3 separate regions of the Gossypium arboreum genome follow, and all the other regions are linked to region 2. The links are chromatin contacts, called in public Hi-C maps. All regions are on one chromosome and are shown on one strand. Each heading gives the region's core, a stretch centred on a gene start, on an enhancer-like site or on the middle of the called end of the contact. The rest is flanking DNA. Distances are from core to core; before and after follow the strand shown.

The links. A called contact is a pair of places that touch in the nucleus more often than the background predicts.
Region 1: a Hi-C map of leaf shows a contact between it and region 2, with 5 times the contacts expected there. The contact joins two enhancer-like sites. A contact is called at or near these places in 2 of 5 Hi-C or Micro-C datasets (both in leaf).
Region 3: a Hi-C map of leaf shows a contact between it and region 2, with 2.5 times the contacts expected there. The contact joins two enhancer-like sites. A contact is called at or near these places in 2 of 5 Hi-C or Micro-C datasets (both in leaf).

What each region holds. Positions count from the first base shown.
Region 1 is chr6:23,303,154-23,308,257 of ASM2569848v2, reverse strand. It overlaps the pseudogene LOC108485356. Among protein-coding and RNA genes, the nearest start is that of LOC128294219, 3.9 kb to the left of the region's middle. Within about 2 kb of position 1,272, at least 2 of the 2 cell types and tissues checked have an H3K27ac peak or open chromatin away from gene starts, as enhancers often do. A contact at or near this core is called in leaf, where this site is marked.
Region 2 is chr6:23,348,491-23,353,526 of ASM2569848v2, reverse strand. No RefSeq gene overlaps it. Among protein-coding and RNA genes, the nearest start is that of LOC108485833, 38 kb to the left of the region's middle. Within about 2 kb of position 3,301, at least 2 of the 2 cell types and tissues checked have an H3K27ac peak or open chromatin away from gene starts, as enhancers often do. A contact at or near this core is called in leaf, where this site is marked.
Region 3 is chr6:23,284,575-23,289,701 of ASM2569848v2, reverse strand. LOC108485654 (a long non-coding RNA gene) reads right to left here. Exons shown (of 4, transcript XR_001871343.2): 4 at 4,882-5,127. Among protein-coding and RNA genes, the nearest start is that of LOC108485654, 3.7 kb to the right of the region's middle. Within about 2 kb of position 2,306, at least 2 of the 2 cell types and tissues checked have an H3K27ac peak or open chromatin away from gene starts, as enhancers often do. A contact at or near this core is called in leaf, where this site is marked.

The sequences.
Region 1 (5,104 bases), core at 23-2,522, 43 kb after region 2:
TCCAAGAATGTCAAGAATTTCATTACAAACATCAAAACCAAGTGAATTTCCACCTTTTTTAGACACCAATTGGAAGAAAACATAAGCTAGTTTCCAATCAGAATGATTTCGCCTAACCAACTCCAAGACCAAACCATCAGTTATTGTAACCTTGCATTGATCAAGAGCTAGCTCAATATCTTATGTTTTGCTATTTCTATGGTTTTTTAAAACATTCTGGAGTTTCAACTAATATGTCTCGTATGGTTTTTGGTGAAATCCAATGCTTTCATCAGAATTAGCAAGTGAATGAAGAAAAATAGGGTTTTTAGTGGCACCCAGAAAATGAAATATGTGAATGCTAAGATAGTATTGATGAACTACGAGATTAGAGGTGAAGAAATTAGATTTCAGGAAATCAAATGGGTATTTCTGATGGATGATGGCTTCCTAGAGTAAGCATTTTAAAATTTGGGATTGTGTTATGAGAGGCATCGTTAAGAGATGAAATGAGATAGTGCAGTTGGCTTTACTGGAAAGATTAAAAAATATATAGAAAGAAGGTTTAAGGACACTAAAAAATTCTATGGCTAAAAATATAGCTATTAAGTGTCATAATTTAACCTTAAAAATGATAGAATGGAATTAAAATAATTAGAACTACGTACAAAATATGCTCTTGCCTTTTTTGATTTCTTCCTGTAACAGGAATGGAGAAGGAGATAATCCTTCTGAAGATCCAAGCACAAAGAGAGTCTGATTCAAGGAATCGGAGGTGAATCCAAAAGACGTGATGGTTGTGGAGTCCTCACCAATGCCATCTTTTTCTAGGAAAGATATGTTAGTGGGGAAAGAAAGTATTGAACAAAAAGGAACTAGTGGTACTCAACAAATTGATAATAGCTTTTCCCTCTTGAAATAAGATGTTAAAAAATCAGTTGTCAATGGCATTCCCTCCATAGATTTCTCGGAGAGAATATACTAGCTTCTAGAAAAGGAGATGTCTACCTTTGTGGTTTTGAATATGCTGGGACAGAACACCAATTTTACGACCCTGCAAAATATATTATATGGAATTTGGAGACCATCTAAACCTTTTCAATTAATGGATATTGAAAATGGTTATTTTTTTAGCTAAATTTCAAAGTTTGAAAGATTATGAAAAAATTCTCTCTCAAGGTCCATGGCTAATTTTCAGCCAATATTTAATCGTCCAACCTTGGACAATTGATTTTAATCTTGGGTTACCCTATCCAATATGGTTCTCAATTGGATTAGATTTCTAGGTCTTCCCAGTCATCTTTACAGAAAGCAGATCCTATGGGAGATTGGGGGAATTGTCGGTAAAGTAACCAAGTTGGACTTTAATGCCTTTAGTCGGGTGAGAGGTCAATATGCACGTATGGCAGTATATGTTACCTTGGAGAAACTGTTGTTCAAAGCTCCTCGTTAATGGTATCCTTCAAAGAATCAAATATGAAACTTACCTGTGGTGTGTTTCTCGTGTAGGTGTTAGGGGGATAGCAAGGAAAATTGTCTGCAAGGAAAGTTTTCAACGGGAAAAAGCTCTTCAAAAGATATGATTAGCAAGGAACTCTTGGGCCAGTCAGTAGGTAACCACTCTAAGGGTCAAGCTCCCAAGACTAAGCACAAAAATGTATTAAGGGCCAGACCACTGTCGAGCTTACAAATTGACTACAGCAGTCAATTAATTCGGTTGAAATTGTCTAGGCCACTAGCAGCCATGGAGATGGGCCGATCCATGAAGTTCAGATTGGGAAATGTGCCCATATTGTAGTAAATATGTAAATGTTTTCTATTTATTTGAATGATGAATAAATAAATAAAGTTAATTTCACATTTCACTATTATATCTTTTGTATTTATGCCTTTTATATTTTGCATGCATAACAAAATTATGACAAGAAAATATTAGCCCATTGATTGTCTAAAATTCAAATGGAAAATAAGTGGCATTGTAAAGAACGTTTACATTGTGAGAAAATAGTTACACTCCTACTGGGATTTTACCAGAGAATTTGATTTGTTATTAATTATTCCAAAATAATATTATTTTAGTAGTTTAATATTAAATTTAATTTAATACTTATCTTAATAGTATTTTATTAATTTAATATTAAAGTTATTATCTTAATATTAATTTAATTTAATGTTTATCTTGTAGATAAACATTTTATTATTTTAATAAGATTTAAAATTAAATTAATATAATATTTATCAAGATAAATATTATATTAATTTAATATTAAAGTGATTAAGTTTAATCATAGTTGAATTCTCTAAAATCTCCTATATAAATAGAGCCTTGTGTTATTATTAACAAACACTTGAATTTAAGAGAAAGTTGTAAAGAGAAATTATCTGAGGAGATTATTCTAGAAAGTTTCTAGAGATATTTTTTTATTTACAATTTGACCCAAAAGTTTAGAGAAATTGCAAAATTACTCCACTAGTAATTTTTGTGAAAAATTTTCTTATTCGAAGCAAGCCCACTGTAATGCCCCCTTACCCGAGACTGCCACTGGAGTCGAGCATGAGACATTACTAAACTCATTTTAGCATTTAAACAAGTTCAAACAATTCTCGTAGTAAACTGTCCATCTGCATCACAATCGCTAAAAAAATCATATCTCAAGTTATGAAACCTGAAATCAAATTTTGTAAATTTTCCCTGAAACTAGACTCATATATCTACTTACTAATTTTTTTCTAGAATTTTTGGTGGGGACAATTAGTACAGTTTATTAGTTAAAGTCTCCCCTGTTTCAGGGTTCGGCTACTCTGACCGCTATGCACTACGAATCAAATTTATTCCTATACAGAGATCCAATGACATGTAGTTTGTTTTTATTAAAAATAGACTCAATAATGAATCCATACATATAAAGTATGAGTCCTAATTATTTTTACACAATTTATGATGAATTTCTGAAGTCAGAATAGGGAATCCAGAAATCACTCTGACTGTGTTTCACCAAAACATAAATATCTCATAAAATAAAACTCTTTTACCTATTTTGTTTCTTCCACATGAAAATAGATTCATTAATATAAAATTAAATATTTTATTCATCATCTAATTCTATCTCTACTATTTTTAGTGATTTTTCAAACTCACGTCACTGTTGCTGTGTGATTCTGTTTTATAGCCAATTTCACCATTTTATGGATTTCCATAGATTAGTTAGCATATACAGCATACATGTTATCAAATATAATCTTGATTAGCCACTCCAATAGCTAATCATTCTCAAACAATTTCCATGCCATCCATGAGCCATATCATAAGATTATATACACAAAATGATTACAATGCTATACATGTCATATTCCCAAAATATACAAGTCATTATACCGAAATAGTTTGTTGATAGTGTGAGTGCGCCTCCGACTGTTCCCTATCTCCTAGCCGGCTTGACAAAACTACAAAGAATAGAGAGGAGGGAGTAAGCATAATTGCTTAGTAAGTTCACATGTAAATATCAAGTAACATAACCATGCAATAATACGAAATCCACATTTGCATAATATCACCAAGGCATTCATGTTACACTTGCATTTACTATCTTACCATGATTTTGTCATACCAAGTTCTCAACCTGAGGGTTTAAGCACATACCTGTCAAATTTTCTCATTCACCACACTTACCAACATGTCACCTTCGTTTTAGGTACTCACCTTATTCACTTAAGATTTACCCGTTGAACACATCGGAATATGATTCGAATACACGGATTTCATGCACATAAGTGCCATACCCGTAGCTAGACAAACTCAATAGCCAGCGGAAATTATGTAGCCAAGCTACCATGTAACCCGCCCATAAGCGAACTCGAACTCAACTCAACGAGCTCGGGCTTTCGCATCCATAAGTGAACTCAGACTCAACTCAACGAGTTCTGATGCCTAGTTACATCTCACGAACTCGGACTCAACTCAACGAGCTCAGAACTCAAATATCCTAGTGACATGTCCCTTGTTGTAATATCCTAATTTTGGGCCTAGTCGGAATAGTGGTTTCGTGACCACAAAATCCGAGATAGAAATAATTATTTTATGATTATTTTAAGGTCTATGATATGATTGCATGATTGTGTGAAAATTTCGTGAAGAAATTTTATGCATAAAGTGCTTAAATTGAAATTAGGGACTAAATCGAATAAATTGCAAAACTTGCATTCTAGAAGTTTCTAGTATGAAATTGTTTTGAAATATTAATTAGGAGGTCTTAAATAGAAATTTTACCAATTTATAAGTCTATGGACAAAAATTGGACATGGATGGAATTTTTGGAAAGTTTAGTAGTAAGGGCATTTTGGTCATTAAGGGGTAAAATGAATTAAAATACAGAATTAAAAGCCAATTTTGCTCATCTTCAACCCCATGGCCGAATATAGCAAGGAGTAACCATGGCTAGGGTTTTTCAAGCTTCCAAGCTCGACTGTAAGTCCGTTCTAGCCTCGTTTTTAATGATTTTTACATTTTTGGAGTCCCGGTAACTTGATTTAGCTTATTCTAGCAATAATTTAACCTAGGTTTTATATTTGGAAAAATACCCATAAGTGAAATTTGTGTATTTTGGTGTTTTATGATAGAATATGAGGTTTTAAATTATGTTAGACAACTTGTGCTACTCGATTTTAAGTGAAAACGAGCAAAATGGCTTAATCGGTAAAAATACCTAATAGTCATAAGTACATGTTAGAGTGAGAATTTGATGTTTCCATAGAAGGGAAAAATGATCAGCATGTCATAAAACATAAGAAAATAGGCTGAAGTTTAATTTACGAGCTTTGGGGCAAAAGTGTAAATATGAAAAAGTTTAGGGCAAACTGTAATTTTTCAAAATATGATTTTGGGTCAATTTGAATAATGTGAGTCCTAATTAGACTATATTTTAAATGATAGAGCAAGGAAAACTGAAATTGGGCTAAAATGGAAAAATACCAAGTTGTGGACGAAATGGTAAAAGTAGTCATTTTCAGATACGAGGTAAGTTCATATGTAAATGTTGGTAACATAGTTATTATTTTAAATGTTTTTATGTTATTTAAATGATATGATAATTATTATGAAATATTATACTCGTGATAATTGTTTGAT
Region 2 (5,036 bases), core at 2,052-4,551:
AAGACCATGTTTGGGACATAGCATCGGCACGGATATGTGAGAGCTAGTGTAAGACCATGTCTAGGACATGGCATCAGCCTCGATTTTGATAGCCAGTGTAGGACCATGTCTGGGACATTGCATCGGCATTATACCCTATGTTTGAGACTTAGTAAATATCCGATAGCATTTCAAATTGTTCAATGGTTAGAGTTACAATTTAAGTTAAACGAGAAAAGTATAACCATGTTGTGCGTGGTATAGGTATCTATTTGAAATGTATGAGATGTGAGCTCAAAATATGCTATTTGAATTGTATTGGATAGTGATGAGTAAGTTGTGCTTATGCCTACTTTTGTTTTATGAGCATGATGATGAATGGTAAAGTTATTGTTATATTTATTTGCATGCAACTTACTAAGCCTTATGCTTGCTCCCTCTCCTTTCCATTTTCTTATAGTGCGGCCAAATTAGCTTGAGGATCATCGGACGTCGGAGGCAACTATCACACTATCATCCATAGCACTTGGTATAGTTAGATCTTTTATTTTGATTATGACATGTATAGGACCTTGACTTTTGAGTTTTATGCTATTGTTAATTGGCCAAATGTATTGGCTTAATCTAATATTTGTTTCATTTTGTATAAGGCCATGGAAAATGGCTAATAATGAAAATTATTATGTGAATGCAAGCTAGTCTTTCATAAATGTAAATTTGTTGGCATGGTTGAATATATGTAATGTATATAGGTCTTAACTATGGTTGTTTGGTCGAGAAATCATATTAAATTAACCTTTGATATGTTGGTTGATGTTAGATTATGTTTCAGGGTGGCAAAGGCTTGGTAGATAGCCTTATTTTATCCACACGAATAGACACACGGGCTTGTGTCTAGGTCGTGTGTAACACACGGTCAGCCCCATGGGCGTGTTGCTTGGTCGTGTGTCCCCTACACATAAAATTTGCAGGTCAGTATGCATGGTAGTAAACACATGGGCAGAGACACGGCCGTGTGTCTTAGCCGTGTGGAGGACACAGCCTCTGGCCACGGGCGTGTGCCTAGGCCGTGTATGACACACGGTCAGCCCTATGGGTGTGTTGCTTGGCTGTATGTCCCCTGCACGTAAAATTTGCAAGTCAGTATGCGTGGTAGTAAACACATGGACAGGGACACGACCGTGTGTCTCAGTAGTGTGGAGGACACGGCCTCTGGCCACGGGCGTGTGCCTTAGCCGTGTACCCCTTATTAGATGCTGACGACTGCAACAGAATGTCAAGGTTTTTAGACACGAGCTAGGACATGGGCGTGTCATGGCCGTGTGAGGGACACGGGCTATAAACACGGCGTGTGTCAAGCCGTGTGAAAACCCTGTAGGTTCAAATTTAGAATTTAATTCACATGGGCTCAGGGCACGGGCGTGTCCCCTTGTGCTTAGGCCGTGTGAACCACATGGGCCATTAGCACGGCCATGTCATAATAGCCACACGGGCGTGTTGCCCTTCCACACGGGCGTGTACCCTGTTTCAAGGGTCATCTGTATTAAGTCGGTTTAAGGACCCGAGTTGATTGCGAACGGCTTCTAATGAATGTTTGAAACATCGTAGGCCCATATTAAGGAGTTTAAACAAAGTTCGAAAAAGTTTTAAATTTGATCAAGTCTTGATGACTCGGAAATGTTTGAATGCATGTGTTTAAGTTTAGTAATGCCTTGTATTCTGTCCTGGCATAGGGCACGAGTGTGGAGTATTACAAATTTACCTTTCCATAGCCATTTAACCCATTTAACTAATAGATACCAACTTTTGCAACCTTTACGATTTAGTCTTTTTTACATAATTAACCATTTAAACTTTAAAATTTCTTAACGAAACTTTAATACGACCTTAAGATAATCCCTCAGGCATTAAATAAATATTAAAAAAAACTCATTAGTTGGAATTGTGGTCCCGAAACCACTGTTTTTGACACCAATGAAATTGGGCTGTTACAAGGTAGAATTTCCTTTCAGAACCCGAATGCAAATGAATTGGAGATTACTACGGATAATCTTAACATATATTAAGTCCAATCTGACCCAAATACCTCTCGAAAAATTGATAGCTTTTACCCGGTGAAAATAATGAAAACCAAAGCTAGCTATAATCTTTTTTACTTTAAAGCCATTAACCTTCGTCTCCAATAAGTTAACAATATCAAGCTTATGTTTTCTACTGTACACAAGGAAAATGTGAGAAAATTTCAAACTAGCACATCCTTGACAATTCTAGGAGAAAACTATCAAATCCATAAAAAATAAAAATAGGATTGATACCAACCTTACTGCTTGGAGTTCCCCGACCCTGATGTATGATTTCCTTTGAAAGCCTCTAGCCCTTTGTCCATTTCGGCTCGAACCGCCTTTATCACCTGAACCCTAAGTTTTGAAAAAAGAAAAATTTTTCCCACTCTCTTTTGTTATATCATCCCCCAAAGCTTCTCCATTATTTGGATTAGCATTTTCCTTGAAGACAACAACTGAGTGTTTTCCTAGGTCAAGTTTAGAATTATATGAGACCACCATCTTCCCCTCCTATTCTTCAAAGGTTGGATTAAAGTGTGTAGTGGTATTAAGGGATTCATTAGAAAAATTAGAACAATTAAAGAGGGCCTTTAATAAATTACCCAGCTGCCCATTAACGTCTAAATTTGCCACGTCCATGCCTGATTCATTTTGTTGCTCTTTTGGGTCAGAAATAATCACGACCCACCCCGAAATTTTTTTTAACTGAACTAATCCCACCAATACCAGGTCCCTACCCAACAATCAACAAAAAACCAATCTTAGCCTGCCGAATTGCTATGTCTAAAGTAGTGCTCCCAACGGTCCTCAAGCCCAAGTCTTAATCTCCCCCTTACTTTCCCCAAATTCAATATTCTCCATTGCCAAAAGCCCATTTTCCATATTAACTAAATGGCCTGCACTGTTTTTATATGGGCCAAGTCCACCACCAACCTGATGCTGGTCCAACATTGTTATTCATTCCCTACAAGACCCACCAAGCCTTGGTCCATTTACTAACAGGCTCTGACCCACCCCACTTCTTGGCTCTTTCACAGATCCAACACCTCCATTATTTAAAATAGAGGCTCCTTTCCCCAAGGTTTTTGAAACAGATTTATTAAATCACCTGATTTTAGCTCCAGATTTACCCGACATTGCCTCATTTACAGCACCATTATCTTTCTCCAGAGTTTCTAAATCATTTAGGGCCAGAAATCTCGATCCTGAACTTACTTTTTTTGAAACCCCTTCCCTTTGATTCCGCATTTTTTTCTGCCCCCGCCCATTTCTCCGCTCCACCACCATCCAAGGCTCGTACGTCGCCTCCTCATTACAGTTAACCGGCTCAGACGATCCCAAAGTCCCACTGGTTTTTTCCTTCACATTATTCGACTTCCCCACCGGTGCTGGGCACATCTCTTTCAAGTGTCCGTAATTGCCACACGAAAATCAAATGGTCGACAAAGTTTCATATTCTACCTGCTGTTATTCTCCTCTCACCCATATTCGAGACACCAATGGTCTATCAAGATTTACGAAAAACAACCATTCTAGCAAAACAAGGTCTGATTTTGCTATCTACGTTGAAATCAAGCTGGGCTACCTTGCCCACCAAACCGCCAACTGCTTCCCGAATTCTCCTTTTATACATAAATTCTGGAAGACCCGGTAATCTGATCCATGCCAGAACCACACTCGGGCAAGGTTTTTTGGAGTCGAAATATTTGGTCCATGGCTGCACAGTAAGGTATTGATCATAAATAATCCATGGTCCTTATGAAAGGAATTTGGTAAAATCTTCCATACACTGGAATTTTTCCAAAAAATACCCGTATTCAATGTCCATTAGGTGAATTGGTTTTGATGGTCGCCAAAGGCTACTGATCCGATTATGAAGGGTTGTGTATCCAATATTTCGCCTAGTAACTTTAGCGCAACCGTTGTCACCATTTCTTTAAAAAAGGATCTTTTGGATACGATGTGAGAATTCTATAGTTGGGATTCCATTGACCATAGTTTTATAACATCTTCTTCTAGAAACTCGATATCTTCAACACTATCACCTTTTGTACGTCTATTAACCTCCTCATGGTTAGAAAACCTTGTTCCAATCAACTTATGTTTCTAGGATACCTTTGGCCTCGGTTCCAAGTCCACGAACATATCAACATCCTCATCACCTTCACCATCTTTAAGTCTAACTTTTTTCGTTTCCTAATCAAGAGACGATCGAGTTTCAGAAACCCTTTCTTCACTAAAAGGAAAGACCATTGTATTTTAGACAAGCCTAATATTTTTTTAAACATATAAGCTTAATATATAAATCCACTTAAAACCCAAAACAAAACTCATTTCTTCTAAATTCTATAATTAAATAAAAAATAAAAATAAATTCTAAATTTAATTTCAACAATCTGTCACGAGTTCATTGCTTATTTATTATTGTTGTTAAAATTTCAAGAGTTCAAATGTTTATCTCTCTTTTACTTATTATGTATTGTGTTCTATTATTATTATTGTTAAAACTTTTAAAACTTTTATTATTTTTTCTCTCATTATACATTAAAATTGTAAATTACAAATAATTTAATATTTGACTATAATCGAGAAAATTGGGAATGATTAAATCAATGTTTAATTAGATTTTTAATAAGCATAAATATATTAATTGATATTTTATGTATAATTGAAAAAAATAAAATTATCTAATAGTGTTTAAGAAACACAAAACAAAGATAGTTTTATTTAATTAAAATTGAAAATTCCAAATCCAAAGGCAATTTTGTCTAAATAAAGTCTAAAAGCTTAAAAACAATATGAAAATCCAAAATCCGAACTGACTTAGTACGTTCTGATTAACTAGTTTCTTATATTCATCGGTTCGATTTTTATTTGAAAAATAAAAAATTGAATACCTTGATCTAGTTAAAAAAATTGAACCGATCAATCTCACTTTTACCATTTATAATGTTCTTATGGTAATTTAAAGAAATATCCAGTAAATAAAAAGAA
Region 3 (5,127 bases), core at 1,057-3,556, 63 kb after region 2:
AGTACATCTTAATCTGGAGATAGATAAAGATGATATGTATTAGGAACAAAGGGCTCGAGTAAACTAGTTGAAATTAGGGACAAAAATATGACTTTCTTTCATAATTATGCCTCACAAAGAAGGAGACAAAATACCATTCGCAGTTTAAGATACGATAACGGAAGAGAAACTTGTGATGAAGGGGAGTTGGAGAAAATTGCAAGGCATTCATTATTTTCAACAACTTTTCTCATCTAATCGTTGTGGCGACATTGAGCAAATCCTTATTGGGATTGAAATGTGTATTTCTGATAAAGAAAATTTGAAGTTGATAAAGAATTTTACTAATGAGGGGGTTGTGGCAGCTCTTAAGGAGATGGGTCCTACGAAGGCGTCAGGGGAGAACAGTTTTCTGGCTATATTCTTTCAACAATTTTGGCATATTGTGGGCGTTGAGGTTACGGATTATTACTTGGGGATTTTAAATAGAGGTATGTTTGTGGACCGCTGTAATTTTACTAATATTGTGTTTATTCCTAAATTTTCTAATCCAATGAATTTAGGAAATTTCAGACTTATTAGTTTATGCAATGTCCTTTGTAAAATAGTAGCCAAAATGATCGTGAATCGATTCAAAAGCATTATAAGCAGTTGCAGTGATGGTGCCCAAAGTGCCTTTGGGCCTGATAGATTAATTTTGGATAACATGTTCCTTGCTTATGAGATTTTTCATACCTTTAGACAAAAAAAATTTGGGAAGAAAGGTTTTATGGCACTTAAGTTAGACATGAGCAAAGCGTATGATAGGGTGGAGTGGTATTTTTTAAAAGCTCTGATGTTAAGGATGTGATTTCATACTTTGTGGGTGGAAAATATTTTGAAGTGCGTCACTTCAGTCTCATATTTAGTAATTATTAATGGGAGAAGTGGTTGGGCATTTAAACCGACGAGAGGAATTAGACAAGGGGACCCTCTTAGTCCCTTATTGTTTCTAATTTGTAGTAAGGGCCTTAAGGGGTTTATAAGGATGGCCTTGAGGGAGGGGTCGATTAAGGGAGCACAAGCAAGTAGAGGGGATCTCTTAGTTTCTCATATATTATTCGCTGATGACAGTATATTGTTTGGAGAAGCTAGCGAGTGGGGCGTACAAGTTTTGAAATCAATCCTAATGGAATACGAAAGATCCTCGGGGCAAAGTGTTAATTACGACAAATCAACAGTTTTTTATAGTAGCAACACTGCAGAAGAATCCACGAGAGTTGTTTCCATTATTCTTGCGGTGAGAAATTCAAATAATATGGAAAGATATCTTAGTTTGCCGAATGTTGTGGGGAAAAATAAAAAATCTTCTTTTTTGCTAGTAAAGGATCGCATGAGGCAACAGATTAAGAATTGGAATGTGAGGTTCCTTTCTCAATGAGGAAAGGAATTGTTTATTAAATCTATTTTACATGCTATACCCACTTACACTATGGCCTATTTTTTACTTCCAAAGTCTTTGTATGTGGAATTGGACAGCATTATACCCACTTACACTATGGCCTATTTTTTACTTCCAAAGTCTTTGTATGTGGAATTGGACAGCATAATGACTCGATTTTGGTGGCAAAAAGGACGAGGGCGAAAAGGGATTCATTGGTGCAGTTGGAACGACTTTGCGATCTGAAGGAGAATGGGGGTATGGGATTTCATTGTTTATCCAAATTCAATGTTGCATTATTAGCTAAACAAGGTTGGCGTCTTCTTAATAATCCAGATTCAATATTAACGAAAGTTATAAAAGTTAAGTACTTTCTAAATACGGATTTTCTTAATTCTGAGTTAGGACGACTACCTTCGTATACCTAGAAGAGTGTATGGGCTGCTAAAGAATTGCTGAAGAATGGGATTTGTTGGAGGGTGGGAACGAGTTAGAATATTTCAATTGCTATTGATGCGTGGCTTCCTAGTACTGAAAGTTATAAATGTATAGGCCCAAATTTGCCTGGGCCCACACCTAAAATCAAAACAAAAATAATAATAAAAATAAAATCATAAACCAAATAAATTAAATGTCCAAGTCCTTTTACAACTCAACCCTAACTATTAAACCCAAACCACTCAGCCCAACTACTAAAACTAACCTAATTAACAAACAACCCAAACCCCATACTTGAATAAAACAAAATAGGCCTAATGGCCCAAAACACTAATGAATTTTTTCGGCAGAAACCCTAGGTCACTAGAAGCTTCAGCCGCCGCAGCCTCCAATCGATTCTTCCACGCGCGCCACGCTTCACGCCCACGAATAACTCCTCCACGCCATGCACACCTGCAACAGAAAACAACGAAGCAGCAATTGATAGCAGATCACAGCGAATTACAGCAAAGAATTTGTATTTTCTTTTATTTATTTATTTTATTTTTCGGCTATAAACCGAAGGAAAATGATGTAAATGGGATCTTTTTTTTCCTTTCTTTCTACGAAGAGAATAATAGTTGAATATACGCATATATGAAAATAGGAGAAATCAATTCAAAGAGAGTTTTCAAGAGGTGATTTTAGAGTTTATTTTTTCTTTCGATTTTGTTTTTTTTCCCTTTGATTTTCATTATTGTGTGTAATATACAAAATAAACAAGGGCATAAGCACTTATCTAATAGAAGGAGCCTTCGAATCCTTGTTGACTTCGTTGAAATCGAAGCTTTGATGGGGATTCAGGGGGGTCCGATTTGTTGACATGGAAGCAAGGAGAAAAGAACTTCTTGGTTCGCTCGGTTGAGGAGGAAAAGAGATTGAAAAATTTTGAGAGAAAATGGTTTTGAAAGCTGTTTTGAGAAGAATAATCAGTCTGAGGTTATTAGGGCTTTTGTTTTGATTCATATATATGCTCAAAAACGGCACCGTTTAGTAAAAACATGGATCTGCGCCTTAACCCATTTGGAAGCCGAATCTGCGCCTTTTTCACCTTGAAAGGTTAATTTGCGCGTCTGGTCCTTTGACTTTGCGCAGAATTTTTAATTGATCTTTATTTACATTTTATTTTATTTTGAATTTGTCCTAGAATATGTGTGTCTTTGCGTTTCGGTCTGCGCCTAGGCGCAGTGTTTGGAAAACTGGGATATTTTCATATCTAATCCCTATACATTTGCACCCGCTGCACGCTGGTCCTTATTTCTATTTCAATAGTTTTTTATATTTATTAATTATCCCTTCTAATTTGATTTCATTTCAATTAAGTTTTACTTCAATTTATATACCTCATTATTTTTTTAAAAAAAATCCTTTTAGCATTCATCTTTTATTTTTTTATTTTTTTATATACATTTTGAATTACCTTGATAAGTTTACTTTGTTTTTTCAAAATTATTATTTTTAAATTCCTTTTATATCATATCATTTTAACATTTTAGATAATATTTTTTTATAAATGTTTTTGTACATTATTGTATATATAAATAATTCATGATAAGGTTAATTTTATTCCATGTATATTATTAATCTTATATTATTTTATAAATATAATTTCTTTTAAATTTATTCCTATATTTTATTATATATCTTTGCTATTTAAAGGAAGATCCTACATCTCAAATGTATTATTTAAATTATTATTATATATATACATGTATATTGGTACATATGTTTGATTTATATACATCATTAAATCCATGTTATTTTATTCATATAATTTCTTTTAAATTTATTTGTATACATGATTATGTTTTTAAAATCTATTACATATACAATCTATGATAACATTAATTTAATTTTATATATATTATTAATCTCATGCTAATTTTTACAAATAATTATTCTTAATATATATGCATGTTTTGTGAATTTGTTATGTGTATTATATTTTATAATGTATTTTATTATTCTTTTATAGCTTATATATTATTTAAGAATCATGTACATTGTCAAATTTTTAAATGAATTTATGTTTAAAATATTTTGTATATAATTTGCTTCAAACTTTTATTCTATAATATTTATTTCAATAATTATATATCCCTAGTTTTTATACAAGCTTGTCAACTTATATTATGTGTTCATTAATTTATCATTATTTTGAAAATGTCTTATAGCACATTGACTTCTAAATTCCATTTTATTTTGTACATGTTTTGGGGATTGTTTTATATTGTGCCATATTTATTTTTATGTATATCATTTAGTCATTGTTTTGTTCATTATATTAATTGTGCTCCATCCATGATTAAGAATTTGGTTACATTTACTTAGAATAGTTGTACATAATTGTTGGATTTATTAATTGTGGTTTATTGTACTATATGTACATATTGTTTCATGTTCATTAATCCTTTTCTATACAAATGTTTCGTTACAATGCATTAAGTATTCCATCTATTTTAAAACAAATAAATGCGTTTTGAGCGAAATTCCAATTTTCCTTATTATTCAAAAATTCTAAAATAAGGCAATATCCAATATTTGGGAATTCCAGAAATCGTACCCTACCGTGCTGGGTATGATTTTTTGGTGAACTAAATATTTGGATATCCTTTTATAATTTTAGGGTACGAGTTTTTGAAAGTCAAAAATCAATCGTATCTTTGAAGATATAAAGGATCGTATCCAATCGTGCTGGGTATAATGCTGCATATTTTTGAAACGAGAGAATTTTGACAGTTAACTTGAACTATTAATACATTTTAAAGAACTATGCTTTGAACGATATTTTTTTAAAATCTTTGATATAAGGATAGCATCGAATCAATTTGGTACCAATTTTTGAACGTAATGAAGATGCTCACCTTTCCTCATACGTAACCGACTCCCGAACCCATTTTTTTAAAAAAATTTACAAAATTATTTTAAATGGAATAAAAAATTTTAGTAGATGACCTACTCCCACCTAAGCAAAAGAGATTAGTGGCTACTCTACATGTTGATGGTTTCGACAATAAGGTAGAATCAATTAGGAATTCCAGTGAACTAAGTAAAGTGGCAGAGCTTATTAATGAACAAAAGATAGAATGGAAGTCTGATTTAATTTATTCTACCTTCTCTAGAGAAGAAATAATTAGAATTGTACGAATTCCCTTAGCAATGGAACCTCATGCGGACTTCACGGTATGGAAGGGGGAGGCCCAGAGAGAAATCTCGGTGAGAAGTGCTTGTAAACTATTACATGGCTTTAT